Linked DNA regions of Xenopus tropicalis: region 1 is linked to region 2. The links are chromatin contacts, called in public Hi-C maps. All regions are on one chromosome and are shown on one strand. The core of a region is the stretch at or near the end of the contact, and the rest is flanking DNA. Distances in the headings are between cores, read along the strand shown.

Region 1 (5,062 bases), core at 1,682-4,181, 33 kb before region 2:
AATACACACTAATTGATCACTGATTGTAAAAGGGAGCTGTCTACAATAACAGCTAAAGACAAAAAAAAGGGGGGGGGGAGATGGGTGGGATTGGGAAGCAGTGTTACACATAATTTATGAAGTGATAAAATATGGGCTACAGTTTACCTCTATCCATAAAAGAATTCTATTTCTGCAGACTTTTATGGGTGCGTAAGCGTTTTACAGAAGAAACTGCTAAGTCTCTGTTAAAAAACACGCAAATTTTCAAGAACAAGCAAAAAAAGCAATTGAGGCAGCAAGTTATGGTTTATGTACTGTATAAAGAATAAAGCAAAGCGAGCTCTGCCCATGACGATGCCCATGCAAATGCCCATACAGGAGAAGGTTTGTTACAAACAAGGACACCAGCCTGGAGGTTTGCAACAAGGACAAACAGATCTATTGGTTTCAGTTGTGAGTCTCCTGTTTGTTTTTCTTTGGACAGGGGATGGGAGGAAGGGTGGGGGGGTCGGAAAGACACCCTGTGACAGAACAAAGCTGCTTTTGATGAGCTGGAAGGGTTAATTAGTGAACTATTAAAAGTTCTTTATCAGTTGTGTATTGCCAAGATTTAGCCTATTTAAACCCCTGGCACATCAAGTTTTTGGAAATCATACATGTTGCATAAAAACCCATGATAGCATAAATAACATGAAGATTAGATCACACGGATATTAACCCTTGTTTGGAGGAAAGACGTTTTAATGGTGGGGGGGTTCAAAATAAGTAAAATATGAGGCAATGTGACAAGATGTCACTTAATAATAAGAGCAGCTCAGTTAGGGCAACCTGAGGTGAAGGGCCAACAAATCAGGGTTATCCAACCTGCAGCCCCTTCAGCTGCTGTGAAACAACAACTCCCAGCACCCTCCTACTGGTGATGCTACGAGTTGTAGTAGAGCAACAGCTAGAAGGTTGCAGGCTAAAATCAGTGAAATGTATACTGACAATATCCTGCAATTGTCCTCTCTGCCGTACCCCACCTCCAATATACAGTGACAGAAATGTAGAGAGCACCAAATACTGACGCGGGGCTTTTAGCGCACGGAGCCCGGTATCCAGCTCAAAGATTCGTATAGAATGGAATTAGCGGCCAGACCGATCCAGATAGATCGCACTGTACAGACAGATACAGCAGGGATACAGGGGCGGGGCAGTTTCATAACAAAATTCTGGATAGAATTGAGAACATGATGTTTTATGGGGAGAGAGGGAAGCAATGGAAAGCACACATATGAATGAAATCTACAGGAATAATACTAAAAATGCACAAAAATAAAAATATTCCACGAGAAAAGGGGAGCGGAGGGAAAAGCTCGGGTTTTCATTCAACAGATGAAATGCAAAGAGACAGTGGGAATGGCAAGATATTGATGTCACAATCCAAGGGTGATCAAACGCAATTTTCTATTGTTTATCTATATAAAACGCAATAAATCACAGTTTCTCTATAGAATCCCATCTCCCGAAAGAAAACCTGGACCAGCAGACACAAACAAGTGCAAACACCATGCCCGTCTCAGAGCAGCAGCAGGAAAGCGAAATCTCACTGTCTCCCTGCAGCGCACGGAATTTATTCTAAGAAATGATATTGTCTCCCTGCAGCGCACGGAGGAGTCTGCACCTTACAGCGAAATAGCGCCATGCCCCCTGCATTGCACAAAGCGCTTAAAGTTAATCCCAATGTGCGTGAGTTGCTCAATGGTAGGGCAGCGGGGCTCTCAGAATCAGTGTGCGACATTATGATAACACTAACAATAATCAATGTGCACCCACTGGGACAGCCTGCGCCTAGGATGGCAGGACAGCGCTGGGGCTAAGGGATGCCCTATTGTGCCTTGTAGAAAAGCGATCTGTATTAGTACCAGATGTGGATCTGTACGAATTCTAATCCAAGATGATGAACTGTATCGCAGCCTTTCCTGCAGTGCACAATAGAGCATCCCTCAAATCAGTATTCGCAAGCCATAGCTCTGTCAGTACTCAGTAAGTGTGCACCTCACCGGCTCTCTATCCTCACCTAATAATAGTGATCATAAGGATAATAACGGGGCTCCTGTGTGCCGGGAGTGTGGCGGCGCATACACAATTAGCGCTATCCTGCCAATAAGCAGCTAATTCGGGATTTCTGATGAACTTTTCCAGCGCTTTGTGCCATGCAGAGCGCACGGATCTCACACAGCAGCAGCTGAAGTTGACTTGGGATCACTATAAAAAGTGATGGAGGGAGAGCACTTAACGTGCACAACTAAACCCGTACAGGACAATAATATGCTTGCATTGTCAGTGTAAAGGGGAAACAGACAAACGTCATGAAGTATGCATGTACCCAGCGCAACTCCGACTTTCCGGAGCCTGAGCAATGCAAGCTCCCCTCAGTGTAAGTGCAAGCATGGCTATAGACACAGACGTGACCTACCCACCCTCGGCTAGGGTTACCTTTCCCACAATGTCCAGACAAGCGGAGGCTGCCGAGGTACAGTGAGAACTATAACGCAGCAAGGTCTCAGGTTGAGCATGCTTGTATCAGAACACTATAACCCAGCGTATTGTATTACTGTACTCAGCCACTCAATCCAATCACAGCCTCTTGTAGCCGCTATCAATAAGAAATGCCCTTATGATAAGTTTAGGGAGTAGCTCACTTTGTAGGAATAAAAGGCTCACTAGCTGCACTCACCTCAGATGGGCTTCTTCCTTTGCTAGCTCTCTCTGCAGGCATGTATGTGAGTAGAGATGCGCTGTTTAAAGCAGCAGCCTAATCCAAACAGTTCGCAGTGCCCGCTCTCATGCTCACTAACTCCTCTCTCCTTTAAGGTTAGCAAATCAACACAACGATGACGTCAGGCCGGCGCCTGGCCCACGTGACTCTCTCTCCCCATGCTGGAGCGGCCGGCCGCCATGCTTACTCCTGGCTAGGAAGGAATGGAAGGTTGGTGTCAGTCAAGAGTGGTTGGAAAGGGAGCATCAGGTGCTCTGAAGATTCAAGCGGCAGGGAATCGGCGGGTTTCAGTGTGGGTTAGACATAATAGTTCTCGGCAAGGCGGTAGTTTATGGAATTCTGTGGGTAGAGAATAACAGCGCAGCCTTGTCATGAGCCGAGACCTCGCAGCATTTCCATTCATTAAGTACTGAACCGTGAATGCTAATGTGTCTGTAGGGGTAACAACAGCGAGTGCTTCTATATACAGTAATAAATAGTCTGCGTTCTCTTGTTAAAGGAATACTATAATCACATAGGTCCCCTTACTTGTACCCGGTGTATTCTGTCTGCGCTTTCAGAAGTGTCCTTTAGACATTCCACTGTGGCTGCTTGGTTCCTTTACCATATTTAACTGTCTTATCTAAAGCCCATTGCTAATGAGGGTCTTTAAAAGAACAGTGGCGTTATACAATTCGTTTTGTGATTTTTTTCATTCTTATAAAGGAAGGTACAGTTGACCCAGGGACATGAATACTAGGAGACACATTCGATCCTACATTGTATATAGGGGATCAAATGGTGTGAGTGAGGCTTGGTGCCCACCTTCTCCTTAAATGAGGTTCATGTAAGGCAGGACAAATGAGAGATCAAGTATAGCATTAATGTGTATATTAAGGGCCCTTACACATGGTTTTTTTTTTTCTTACATGTTTGAGATGCTGGTTGGAACGCACTTAAAGGGGAACTCTGGCTTTGGAACCAACATTTTTAAAAGAGCCCCACATATCACTGAATAAATACCATTTTTATATGCTGAAATCAAGCTGCAAAACAGTTCTTCCCTTTCTGCATCATTTGCAGGGGAGGAGGGACTAAAACACATGTTAAAAAAAAAAAAAAAATTCTCCACAGCTTACAGACAGAATGCAGGAACTACATTACCCACAAAGCACTGTGATGTTCTTTTCCTTATTGACATCACGTGTGCAGGGAATTGTGAGATTTGGAGGATTCAGGCTGAGGACAGTCGACTACTGTTAAATTTTTATTTTTAATCTCAAAGTAGTCAGCCAGATCAGCAGGAGAACAGGGGGCCAGGCTTAGGTACCTGTTCCAAACCATATTATTACATTAAAAATCATCAAAAGATGCATATTTTTGAATTGATGTATATTGCAAAGTTGCTTGAAATTATGTTTATTTTTCAAAAAGCTTAATTTGTGTTTGGCGCGGAGTTCCCCTTTAAATGCATCAAATAATTGATTGCGTTACATACTGCTTGTTTGTATCTACGTGTGTTTAGATTTGTGTTTTATTGCAATTAAGATGTTCTGTGGTATTTTTTTTTTTTTTTTTTTTTTTTAAAACCCAACATCCTTTTGTTCAGAATAAAGAGATGTATTTTGGGCTTACATGGATTTAGTTCAATATATGACATTTTTATTATTGTATTCTTGTGATGTCCACAACTGTATTTCAGTTCTGTAGATCCTAGCAGGGATTATTAAGAGAATAATTGGGCTTTTCATATTATGTGGGTTTAGTCTTAGGCTTTATGCTATTACTTACTTCTTCGTCAACAAGACAGCAAAAGACTAGATATGCTTTTAGGAGGCTGGTTATGCATTGAGTGTCTGGAGATTCTTGGGAACTTCAGTGGCTTTTGCTGTAGCACTTTTAAATGTAAAATGTAATAATTTAAAGAAGCAGTAGGCTAAATGCAGCTCCTTCTGATATTGAACTAAAACCCCGATCATCCTCCGACAGTTAGTTGGAAGTCTATTAGATGTTCTTCCCTTGGGAGAAATATTGACACTTCTGTTAAGCTTTTTAGTTGAATATTATCCTTTGTCTTTATCACAGACTAATTTTACCAGAATCAATGTTAATATATTTAACATGTAATAATTACCTAATACAATACCAAGGGAATTAATATGAACAGTATGTATTCAACATTTTAAAATTACACAGTGTTGCTGGAAATATATGCTTCTTTAAAACTCTGTATATTAATAAAAAAAAAACACTCTTTATCTTAAAACTGAAAAAAAGATTTCCTGTGGAGCAACAGTCCTTTTTATAAATCCCTGCAACATTTGTTAAAAATGTCTAAGT
Region 2 (4,621 bases), core at 1,176-3,675:
AAAAAGGCAAGATATAGTTATAATCCAGATTTTTTTTTAGTCAGGTTATTATTAGACTTAAGAATCATTCTTAAAACCAAAAGACTGCAGGGATCTATCATTAGGAGGTCGAATCATGCAAGGTTTATCTTTCTTCGTGAGCTCTTGTTGTTTGGTCGCCTTTGTTTATTCATTCAAGAAGGTCAGAGTTCATTTACCAAACCAGAGTGGTGGAGCTGAACTGCATAATCCTACCCATTCATAGCTTACAGGGGATATTTAACCTTTTGGTGGCCAAACCTTGACAACGGTCTACATTTATCATATGGTGGTACACTCTCTGATATATGAAAAAGAAAGGCAAAACCTATATTTTTCTGTATGTTTGACTTTTTTTCTCTTAGAGCGGTTGTATGAGTACATTAACATAAATTATTTGCTAAAGCCATTTGATATGAGCTGCTGATACATTCCCTCCAAACTCGGCTTGCTATTGCGCTGTGGATGGACCCTGCTTGACCCATATTTGGCTGAAAATTGAGCAGACATCTCTTGGACAGGTTATAAAATCCAATTTGGGGGAGGACCACATTGGCTCATGGATCTTTAATATGAGTTACTTTGATATGAGTTACTTTGGCCGTGAGTTAAAATGTTTGCATGAGCAGATCTTTTGTGTGAGGTCACTATTTTTTAATTGATCAAAAATGTTCTGCCCATGAATGGATTTTTCCCAACATTTTGAGAAAAACAGAAAAATGTGCATGATTCATGAAAGAAATACAGACTTCTTGTAAAAGAGCCTTATTATCTGTAAGAAAATTCCCAAATACAAACCCACTAGCCCTTCTAAAAATCCATGACATTTCTATCTAGACTTGTCTTCCCCTTTAGAGGGGATCGATTTTCACATGCACATTTTTCTTCCTACTGAGTTGCAGGCTCTTTTAAGAGCCGCCTCTTGCAAGTAGCTCTACACTAATTTAGAGTCACTGAAGAATTCAATCTCACATTCTAACAAGCAACTCTCACTCACTGAAAGAGTGCTCCCCAAGGTCACTTCTTGAGAGTACCTAACAAGCCTCATATCCTGGGTAAAGAAACGTTTTTCCACTGGCAATTTGTTCCAGACTTATAGATTAATTAAACATGAATAAGAGAAACACTGAAAACCCTGCTTGTTGGATGCACTTGAGGACCCTGCCTTAAAGAGTAGTCTCTATTTATTAAGTTGCACACGTGGGAAGGCAATTTCACTCATAGTGAAACTGATTGAAACACTGAGATTACTTGCTGCTGGATGTATCACAGGATCGCAGTTTGTTTAGTAAAGGTTGAATTGACAAGTGTTGATTAGTTATAATAGCTTGGACTGCAAATCGCCTGGTGGTTTCTTCTACTAAATTGCAAAAGTAACCATCAATTAAACAGAAATTACATGTGAATCAGTAATATTACAATGGCTCATACATGAAATGCATTTTTAATATATGGGGAAATGTCTATAAAGATCAGGAGCAAAACATTCATATTCAAAATGTTGTCTGGTTTTAATTTCACCAGCTGCACTGCTTTTATCTGAAGAAAGTAAGGAGCAGTGTTTAACACAAAATGAAGAATGGTGGATCTTCCTAGTAGTGTTTCATATGGTGTCATAATTGGATGTCTGATCGCATACAGGTACCTTATCCGGAAACCCCTTATCCAGAATGCTCCAAATTATGGGCCCGCTATCTTCCATAGACTCCATTTTAAACAAATAAATATATATTTTTTTAAAGGATCTTTTTTCTTTGTAATAATAAAACAGTACCTTGTACTTTATCCTAACTATGATATAATTAATCCTTATTGGAGGTAAAACAATTTTATTGGGTTAATTTAATCTTTAAATTATTTTTTAGTAGACTTAAAGTCTAGAGATCCAAGTTACTGAAAGATCCCTTATCTGGAAAACCCCAGGTCCTGAGCATTCTGGGTAACAGGTTGCATCATTATCAATCATTAGAATGCACACTGATTCACATTTTTTATATTTACATACAATATTCTATCACCATGGATTTTTTTTAGCAAGTATCCAACAAAAATTCATATGGTCATAAATTAAAATGATTTTTATGTTGCTGCATTTTTAAGCTTGTTACTCTCCATAAGGCCTGTTATATGTTTGGAGGCAATCTTACTGATTGGATCTTCAGCTTTGCCTTTTTTATAGAAAGCTTGTTCACTGAAAGCTGTGAAATTGTATTTAATGACATTCGCAGTTACTACACACTTCAAACTTGGCTCGGTCACTGGGGAAAAACAAGCTGTCTTGAGTACAGTAGTGAAAGGGTTTCTAAACCTTTCATACCACGAAGAACTCTCCCAGTGGCAAAGCTGTGAATAAGTGCTGTTAATGAGTTAACACACTGCTAATGAGTTACTAATTCACTGCCAAAGTTATGTAAAGTAGGCTGTGAATAAACAAAACAAACTACACACTGCTTGTGGTTCTAAATGACATTGCATGATAGGGGGAGCAAAACAACTGTGTCCTAAGAAAGTGGCTCAAGTGAAAAGACAGTCCAAATGAAAAGGACCATAGGTATGTTGCAAAACTCCCTAGGTCTGGCCTATGCACAACTTCACAATCTGCAGTCTGTTGATGGATGCATTCATATTTCAACATTCTGCATGCAATAGTAAGTAAAGTCAAAGAAGTTTATTTGATTCTCTGGTAGTAGATTCAATTTATAGCTGTTAAATGATCCAAGAATATTTAAATACATTGTTAAAATCATTGTATGTGGTTCCTAAATTATATTTATTTCAAAAGAAATGATTGCTTACAAGGTATATGGGAGTAATTAGACTTTATATCCTCCTCAGCCCATTATGAAGACACTGCAATTGGTTGTCACAGTAGCTACACATTACTACAAGTGCTCTTCTGAACTCCAGGTACCATAAGTCACCATTTCCAAGGCACAATCCCTGTTATGGGCATTATCCTATCATGTTATATATGTTACTGGAGAAATGTCTCACAATGTGTTCACAGCTGGAATGAAACATAGGTGGTACTAAACAACACTTTAGGTGTTATGTAATAGAAGACACTGAGGGGGTAATGTAATAAATGGTGATAACTTTGCTACTTGTCTAGTAAGCCATATAGAAACCTATCAACAGGTAGCATTTACTGATCAGCTGTTTTAAAGCAAGCATCTGATTGCTATTACATTACCCCTTAAAGCAGAATGAATGGTTAAATCACTGGGGGGTGCCAAATGTTAGCCCCCCCATTGATCATAATTACTTACTTGATACCCCAGGCTGCTGCACCGGCCCAGGGTACTTATCAGCAAACACCACAGATTGATCCTCTTCTTCCACATTTTCCTTCATCAGTGCCCCCAGAATGTCACATGCGCAGTAGAGTGAAAAGGCAACTTTTTGCTTAAAGGTTAGCTTTACACTACACTACGAACATGCAGCTTGCATGGATAAAGGAAGAAAAAGCAGGAAGAAGATCACTCTGCAGTGCTTGCTGAAAAGTGCCCCATTTCTGCTGATGGGAGTACCGGCCCGGAGGAGGAGGAGGTGGAGGCTTTAGAACTTTTTTTCTGCTCCATTCCCCTGCAGAGATATGTTTTTTCAAAGTACCCCCTTGAAAGCCAGTGGCAAAATGTGCAAGTGCAATGTAAATATATGTTAACATTATTGCAGTAAAAAGGAAAGACAGTTGTTCCAATAATATAAAAAAAATAATATTTAAATGCCCCCAACGCAAGTGGCAGAGCACTAAAGGGCACCAGTTTGTATAACATTGTGCTCTAGCATTTGCATTTATAAATGAGGCTCATATTTGCCCACTGAATTTAAATGAGCCCTATTGTATTTTTGTGACTTTAAAAGGAGAGTGTTAAGGGAGGTCCTCCGTCCCATCTTTTGTTACGTAAACTCACTTTCTGCATTTTTGTTAAGTAAGTAACTATTTAAATTAAAAGTATGTGTTTGTGTTATGGATATCCTGATATGAAGATCTGATTGGTTGCTTTGGAAAGCAGTACAGTTAAAATAAATGAATAAAAGTAAATAAATGATAAAGAAATAGGCTTATAATGTTTAAATACTGCTTTACTGAGCTAACACTGTGCATGTATGAAAACACCCCGATATGTCCAAATGTTAAATTTATACAATTTATTTTTATTATTATCAAAAGAATTCTCCAATTTTTAATTTAATTTCAGAATTTTGTATTTTCCCACTTTCTAAACAGGCATTTAACTTTTTCTTGAAACAACCTAATGTATCTGCCAAATACAACAACCTCAGCAATAGAATGCTACAACTTAACAGCTTTCACTGTATAAAACCCTTTTTCAAACATGAAGATAGGACCTCTTTTCTTCTCATTTGAATGGATGCCCCTTGTCTGCTGGAAGGACCTGCTTGTGAATATAGCATTAGAGAGCTTAATGTATGGTCCTCTTGTATATTTATACATATTTATCACATGCCCCCTTAAGGGCCTTTTCTATAGTGTAAATAACCACAACTTAGCCAACCTTCCATACCCATTATTATTATTATTATTATTATTATTATTATTATTATTAACATTTATTTATAAAGCGCCAACATATTCCGC

The links. Hi-C and Micro-C count contacts between places; a contact is called where the count stands out from the background.
Region 1: a contact with region 2 is called in a Hi-C map of neurula embryo, with 1.5 times the contacts expected there. The contact joins the promoter of zbtb16 here to the enhancer-like site in region 2. A contact is called at or near these places in 2 of 5 Hi-C or Micro-C datasets (neurula embryo and tailbud embryo).

The regions. Positions count from the first base shown.
Region 1 is chr7:85,511,684-85,516,745 of UCB_Xtro_10.0, reverse strand. It overlaps zbtb16 (zinc finger and BTB domain-containing protein 16), which reads right to left and starts at 2,931. Exons shown (of 7, transcript XM_004916097.4): 1 at 2,702-2,931. LOC116412331 (a long non-coding RNA gene) reads left to right here and starts at 2,865. Exons shown (of 2, transcript XR_004223671.1): 1 at 2,865-2,953.
Region 2 is chr7:85,478,480-85,483,100 of UCB_Xtro_10.0, reverse strand. No RefSeq gene overlaps it. Among named protein-coding and RNA genes, the nearest start is that of zbtb16, 33 kb to the left of the region's middle. Within about 2 kb of position 2,425, at least 1 of the 11 cell types and tissues checked has an H3K27ac peak or open chromatin away from gene starts, as enhancers often do. A contact at or near this core is called in neurula embryo, where this site is marked.